Linked DNA regions of Rattus norvegicus: region 1 is linked to region 2. The links are chromatin contacts, called in public Hi-C maps. All regions are on one chromosome and are shown on one strand. The core of a region is the stretch at or near the end of the contact, and the rest is flanking DNA. Distances in the headings are between cores, read along the strand shown.

Region 1 (3,547 bases), core at 672-3,171, 100 kb before region 2:
GGTTACCTCCATGGGTTTCTTTATCCAGTTTCATACACACATCTATGTCAGAAGGCATTTCATTATAATATAATGAAATTACAACACACTATCAGAATCATCTGCCTGAAGTGTGTCCTGTTATGCATCTTATTGATGAAGCCACTTGGTTAGCTCTGAAATGTGACCACCTCTTAAGAAGAAAAGAATCAAGAACATCATAAAGGTAAAGTGTTTCTATATGTAAAGCTTAGCTGGTGTCCACCATGTGTGTGTATGTGTGTGTGTATGTGTGTGTATGTGTGTGTATGTGTGTGTATGTGTGTGTATGTGTGTGTATGTGTGTGTATGTGTGTATGTGTGTGTATGTGTGTGTATGTATAGGTCTATGTGCATGTGTGTACGACTCTATGTGCATGCACATGTGTCTCTGTGCAAGTAAAAGTGTGTGTACGTGTATGTTTGTGAATGTATTGGTGTGTTTATGTGTATATATCTGTGTGCATGCTTGTATGTGTACATGTGTATATTTGTACATGTGTATGTGCATGTGTGCATGTTTGTGCATATGTCTTTGTGGATGTCGGTGCAGGTATATGTGCATGTGTGTATGTCTGTGTATCTCTGTATGCAAATATGTGTGCACATGTGTATATATGTATGTGTGTATGTCTGTATGCATGCTTGTGTGTGTACATGTATGTGTGTGTGTTTATGTATGTCTACTTGCATGCATGTGTGTGCATGTGTTTGTATGTGTGTGTTTGTGTGTACAGAAGTCAGTGAGGGTTCTGTGTCTACCACTCCGCCTCGTTCCCTTGAGACAGGGTCTCTCCCTGAATCTGAACCAGGTTGGCAGCTGGTAATGCCCAGGGATCTTCCTGTTTATGCGCCATGAGGCTGGGGTTACAGACACATGCGTGCTTACAACAGGCTTTGTACTTGGGTATAGAGGATTTGGAATCAGATCTTCACGCTTCTACCAACTGAGCCATATCTTCAGCCTAAGCTGGGTCCTTTGCTAAGGACACACTGCCTGGCTCTCCCTTCGCTGTACGCAAAAGCTCATCCTCACCCGCATCTTCTTCAGAGGATTGTTCATCTCTCGATGGAAGGAAGTCGCTCTTCCCGAGAGGAAGGTCTGGAAGGCGACAGCCAGCAGACCTTCATACTTCTCAAGCAGTGTTTTATCTTCTGGAGGATAAATTCTCCTACAGGAAAGGAAATCAGAGAAACCCATTTGCTTAAAAGAGTCTAACCCAATTCAGTAGTCAAGATCACCAGGTTTAAAAGGCCGTCGCCCTCCCTGCTCTGGGCCACCTAGGTGCTAGAAACAGATGTGGATGGTTAAGGGGTAGCCATCTGGTACACCACTTAACATTTATGGAGAGAAGTTTCCCTGAAGTGTTTGAAGAATGGTGACTGGAGAAGTTGGTGAAATACTGAACTTGGTAAGTGTCCTGAGGAGCTGGGATAACACAGTCTCAACATACAAACAAGTATGTAGGATTGCATGTACTCGTCTGAACAATCTTTCAGGGGTAAGGAAATGAAAATAGAGTGGAGGCAGAATGGGAAAAGTATCTTCCCCTCTCCTGGCTGCTATGGAGGTGTTGACGTCAGGGAAGACTGTCTACCAGAAAGGGTAAGAAAATCTGAACCCCCTTCCCCGCCCTTTGCTAAGTCCTCATGTGGCAATGTCAGGCTGGGAGGAGGGACCATCTTTCCCATAATATTAAGGAGTTCCTCTTTGTTCTTTCCAGGGGTATTTTGTGACAATCTCCCTCACCCACTCTCCCATCTCCTTCAAATGCTTTCTTAGTTTGCCTAGTTGTTAAGGAAGTACAGCAGTCGCCAGAAACTGCCAGAAAGAGTACTAGGAGCCTTGACATTTGCTGTTCTTAAAATACTACATAATGACCAAGGACAGTCACAGAAAAGGTTGGCTGAAAGACTCTCCGGGCAGAGCAGAAGCTGGGCCAGCCAACGGGAGCTCCGTCAAGCCAGAGCCATCTACCTGCAGATACCCTTTCGTGTTCTGAAACATAGTGTGTGAAAGCTGTTTCTAACAAAGCAAGCACAGCTCTTAAAATACACAGAAAAAGGTTAGAATGAAGTACCACCTCTTTGGTCTCAGAAAAACAAAACAACAACAACAACAAAACAAACTGGCAGCAGTGTCTACCTGTAATTCCCCATGTGTCGGTTTTCATGTTCTTCTTGGGAAATCTGCTTTCGTACTTGAAGGAGTCTCTCTTTCTAAAAATGAACAGATGTTTATAAAAATTATGCTAGGTCATGCAGTTGAAATTGTTAAGGAGTCATTAAAATGTCCCCAGCAGGCCGGAGTGCGGCTCTGTGGCAGACCGCTTGCCTAGCATGGGTTCACTCTGCCACAGCACAAGTCGGAATAAAAAGCCAAGACCCCAAGCCTGGCGCCCATACCAACTCTTCTTTCCGCCTCTCCAGCTGGTGCCTCTGCTGTTCCCAGTCGGAGGAGCCTGGCGAAAGCCTTCTTATTGGATTTTGACCATACAGCCTTCTCTGAGCCTCTGCCTTTTGCTTGGCTAAGTTTTTCCTTTTATCGCTGGTCCTGAAATGTAAAACACAAGACCGTGACTCTCACCTCAGAGAACTTCTGATGGCATCCCCCTGAGAAGGAGCTGCAGGTGAGGACACATGCTGAACCAGGAAGAGAACTGGTAAGATGATATCTTCACATACATCTAACCATCAAGGAAAGGGGCTCTGTATGGAAGGAGATAGAAATCCTGTATATCTTGAAGAGTCCACAGCTCCTGGCTTCATAGTTCATCCTGGAAATGCAACATCTATAGTCTTTGGTGAATTAAATGCTGAATCTGTCTCCCTCTCTCTTAAACGTAAGCCACACTGATGTGTTTTGTTTCCCCCTCCAGACTTAATCTAGGTAATTGACAAATGTGTCTCTCTCCTCCTTCTCCCAATTTGTTTTGTTTACACTCTGCTAGACTGAACACTCTTTCGTGCACTTCCAGACAGGTCTGGAACCCCAGGGAGTGTCATCGCTTGAAAATTGACTCCACATCCCTCCCATTGTTTTGCTCAACTGTGAGTATTTAGCAACAACTCCCCTGTGTGCAGAGAAGAAGCCCTGCTTGGGGACATTTGCCTCTGTACCTCCCTCCTCTCCTGTCCCTCCCGTGTGGAGCCCGACTAAGTCTGAGATCTTTCTTTGCCACTGCAGATGCAGCATGGTAGAATCCAAAGGAAATTGAAAAGCAAAATAAATGCTGCCCTCAGCCACAGAGACGTAACCAGAGCCCTCATCCCTAATCTTAGACACCGTCATAGCTTCTGTTGCCGTTACTCTGACATGGATGCCAATCAAAGGGGAAAGACGGGTGCTGTCTGCTCAGTTCGAAGAAGGAAGAGTTGTGGAAGCTACAGAGTGTCCCGCTGAAGCCATTAAGGATGGCTCTTCCAAAGACAATAGTTTGGGGAAAGGACAGATGTAAAGTGAGGGACAAGACAGATTCCTGGTGTTAGTGACTGAGAATATTTCTGTTCCCATGACGACTGTGGGTCC
Region 2 (3,546 bases), core at 388-2,887:
AAGTTATATCACAGTTTATTCCAGTTGGTGGTGGCCCCAATCAGTAGTATCGAGTGATTAAAGTTATTTTCTGACCTTGGTATGTAAACGACATCTTCTCTAAACAATGGTCTATTCTTAAGTTATAATTTCTCAATTCATTTAAAACCAAAATAATAAATATACCATTCTGGCATTTTTTCCAGATGGTATGGATTTACCTTCTTCATTTCAAATTCTTCTAATTAGGTAATATCTGTGCGACTTAGGTAAGTCCTTTAATGTCTCTGTGCCCCCGCTGGACCTTAAGTAATACAATGATAGTAACGCTACATTTTCATAGAGACTTTATGAGGAAATTACTTACTATTTGTACAACACTTAGAATGCAGTATACTTGGTGTGCACGCTTGGCTTTAACATAATTGCCAATAAGAAATAGAAACATGACTTTGTTTAGAATCTTCCAGTCACCGCTGCTTTTCCCCCCAGTAACAAAACTTTAAAAACGTTCTAAGAAAAATCTCCTTAACTTACTTTCCAGTCAACAGACATCCGTTCATTATACCCCAATTTTAGTTTGAGCTGCAGATATTAATTTACATGGTCTCTGACCTTCCAGAAGTTAATCTTTCTGTTATAAGTCTGGAATTCTTGCTTAGATAGCAAAGCTCAAAAGAATACAGTACAAAAACTACTAGAGAGCTAGGTGATTAAATATCTAATAACCTTACAGAAAACTTAAGTTCTCTAAGATGCATAAAAACGCAACAATCAATTGGGAATGTATTTATTTTGAAATTTACACATGAAATTTGTGACTCTGATGATGCACATAACGTACTTGTGTAAAAACAGTAATACATTCCCGCATCTCTCCTTAGAAAGTCTGACAGAAGAGGGTGATTAGGTGAGACCAAGGAAAGCGAACTCGGGAAGGAATAACCTGTCCAGAAAGTTGGCGATAGACCTAGTGTGTTGGAAGAATACCTATTAGAGCGAAGGAAAGAAGTTCCAGTGGCAGCTGGCCAGCGTTCCTGGCCAAGGCTGACCTAAGGATCAGCAGGGTCCGCAGGACGCGGAGGAGCGCACGCACATTCCTCTAGCCACCGAGTGAGCAACCTTTGTATGCGGAACGCGCGCAGCACGGATGTGGGAGCAAGCCGAGCCCTGGCACTGTGCCCCGCGTCTGGCTCTACCGCACCGGATACCACCCCGAGGAAGGATTTGGGGTGCTTCCAAGCTAACGGTTTCCATGTCCCTCGCAACCTCGAGATTAGCCTCCGAGGTCAAGCTCAGCATCCACTCTGGAGAACAATTATTTACCACTTCAGCGCTACACAGAGGGGTTCCTGTCCAACCGGGGGGGGGGGGGCGCTTGCGTACGTCACTTCCGGCGCGCCCGCCCGGAAAGAGGCGGAGGTCGCACTTTGGGTGTGCGTTTACTGGGGACGCGCAGTGTCGGGGACGCGCCTGGAGGGCGGGCTCGGGAAGGGGGAGTGTCTGCGCGCCGCCGCCACCGCCACAGTCCCGGTTTCTGCCCGGGAGCTCGCAGCATCTCTTCTAGACACCCAGCCGCTCTGTGCACCCGGACGCTGCGCTCCAGGGTCTGTGGGAGTCAAACAAAAGCAGGAGTTGCTGCAGACTGCGGGGCGGCGGGACGGCCCCGGTCCCCTCCCCTCCGTCACTCCTGCTTACGGACTCCCGGGTCATGGGGAACACGGCGATCGCCAAGAAAGGCAGCGAAGTGGAGAGCGGTGAGTCCAGTTGAAGGCCCTGGCTGGGTTCCCGCCGGATAGGCTGCGGTGCAGCACCCCGGGCCGGAGTCCCCCAAGGCCGCGAGCCACGGACCAGGCCTCGCGGCGGCCGCAGCTAACAATTCCAGGGGCCCCGGGGGCCAGCCGCCTCCTCTGTCCCCTCCCCCACTAAGGCTCGGGGGTGAGGGCCGAGCTCCCGGGCTTGCTGGAGGGAAGGCGGGCCGCGCGGTCCCTGTGATCCCCTGTTTTACTAGAGCGAGGAGGGCTGCCACGGTCTGGAAAGCTTCCCCAAATATGGTCCTTAAAAGAAGTCCCTTTTGTGATCGCACCCTTAGCTCTTCTCCCTTTTCCCAGAGCCCCCAACACCCTAACTCCTCTTTTAGGGGAGCTACAGGTAGTGCGTTTGGGTTGAGTTGGCTCTTTTGTTACTTCTCATGGATCTATATATCAATCTCATCACAAGGTGAGTGCCGGGTGTGGGTCTCCAAAGGTGACGTTAACCCTCAGTGTCTAAGGCTCTTTCCTTCACCCACATTAGGGATGGCAGCATAAACACAAGCAGCAACTTTATCCATTCGAGGGGAAAAAAAAAAGTGAGACAGCTTTGTTTTTACTCTAGACATCCAGGAATGCACCAGGATGCCTGTAAAACTTAAAGGTATTTCAGAGCTGAAGTGCTTTCTTCTGAGAGCTCAAAGTGCAGACATTCAGTACTTTATACAAAATTTCAAGAGTCGTGGAAGTGTAGTAGCACGGTTTCATATGTAAACACACACATATACACGTGTAGTGTAACAGGTTGTGAAAAAATCGTGTGCCATTATACGGTTCATATCATAATTTCTAATTCAGAATAATTAACGAACAGTACTTGTCTTTTGTTACATTGTAAATGACATCTCAGCCCTTGAAGTAAGTCTGACAATTTGTTCGTGTTTCTGTAAAAAATATCTTCCGTTATGTCTGTGTTTATAGCAGAAGAATACAGCTAATCCTGTAATTAGCTTGAAACAAACAGCTTTTGATCCTCATGAATACAGCAGAATTGAATCGACAGACGGTCCAGCTATTGCTTTTGTGGAATGTAAACCACAAAGTCAGATTTAGCGGGTTGTTTCATTAATATGGTTTGTTCCCGGACAGTTATATGGACAGTAGTGCAAACTGTAGGTGAGCATGTGCCAATTTGAAAAGCCAATGTAGAATTAGGACTTCCGTATTATCTTTATTAATTGTGCAAATGTAGTAACTAATCGTACAGACTCACAAAAAATGAAGTATGACAAAATTTTATATCCACTTAACATTACCCTTCCCCTATTTCTCTTGTCCAGTCTATGCTGAGTGAGTTATGAAAATGAACCTGATAGTTGGATCAGTCCAGGAATGTTCTTAGCAAGAGCTGCCTTTACAGTTCTTGTGTTTTTAATGATAATCCACTCTCCAGTAGTCTATACATTTCTGCTATTATGTTTCCAACCAGTTCCCCCAGATGATGTGAATTTAAACTGGTAACTACGACAAAGTCGTGTGTGAGTTTATTTATAGAAACTGAAGATCTTTAGAATAATTTGCAAAATATTCTGAAGTGTGGAAAGAAGGTAGCAGATGTCTCATGGGAAATCATATGAGGCATTTGTGGATCAGCTCTCATGCCTCCATTTGGAGAAATGTTAGCTGATGTGCTGGTGTTCTTCTGTAGTAAAGAAGTGGTATAATTTCATAAAACTTCACGACAAAACATGTCTTACCATTGTGTGCCTAAATGTTCTGTATATTTTCAAATGAATTATTCTTGAAAATTTGTGGC

The links. Hi-C and Micro-C count contacts between places; a contact is called where the count stands out from the background.
Region 1: a Hi-C map of kidney shows a contact between it and region 2, with 4 times the contacts expected there. The contact joins the enhancer-like site here to the promoter of Prkacb in region 2. A contact is called at or near these places in 7 of 12 Hi-C or Micro-C datasets (the A7r5 cell line, the Rat2 cell line, frontal cortex and 4 more) and 1 of 1 datasets of contacts at active chromatin or transcription factors (oligodendrocytes).

What each region holds. Positions count from the first base shown.
Region 1 is chr2:238,488,260-238,491,806 of GRCr8, reverse strand. It overlaps Ttll7 (tubulin tyrosine ligase like 7), which reads right to left. Exons shown (of 22, transcript XM_039103873.2): 12 at 2,425-2,572; 13 at 2,165-2,238; 14 at 1,055-1,190. Among named protein-coding and RNA genes, the nearest start is that of Ttll7, 64 kb to the right of the region's middle. Within about 2 kb of position 1,921, at least 2 of the 93 cell types and tissues checked have an H3K27ac peak or open chromatin away from gene starts, as enhancers often do.
Region 2 is chr2:238,384,406-238,387,951 of GRCr8, reverse strand. It overlaps Prkacb (protein kinase cAMP-activated catalytic subunit beta), which reads left to right and starts at 1,637. Exons shown (of 10, transcript NM_001077645.1): 1 at 1,637-1,736. The coding sequence starts at 1,691.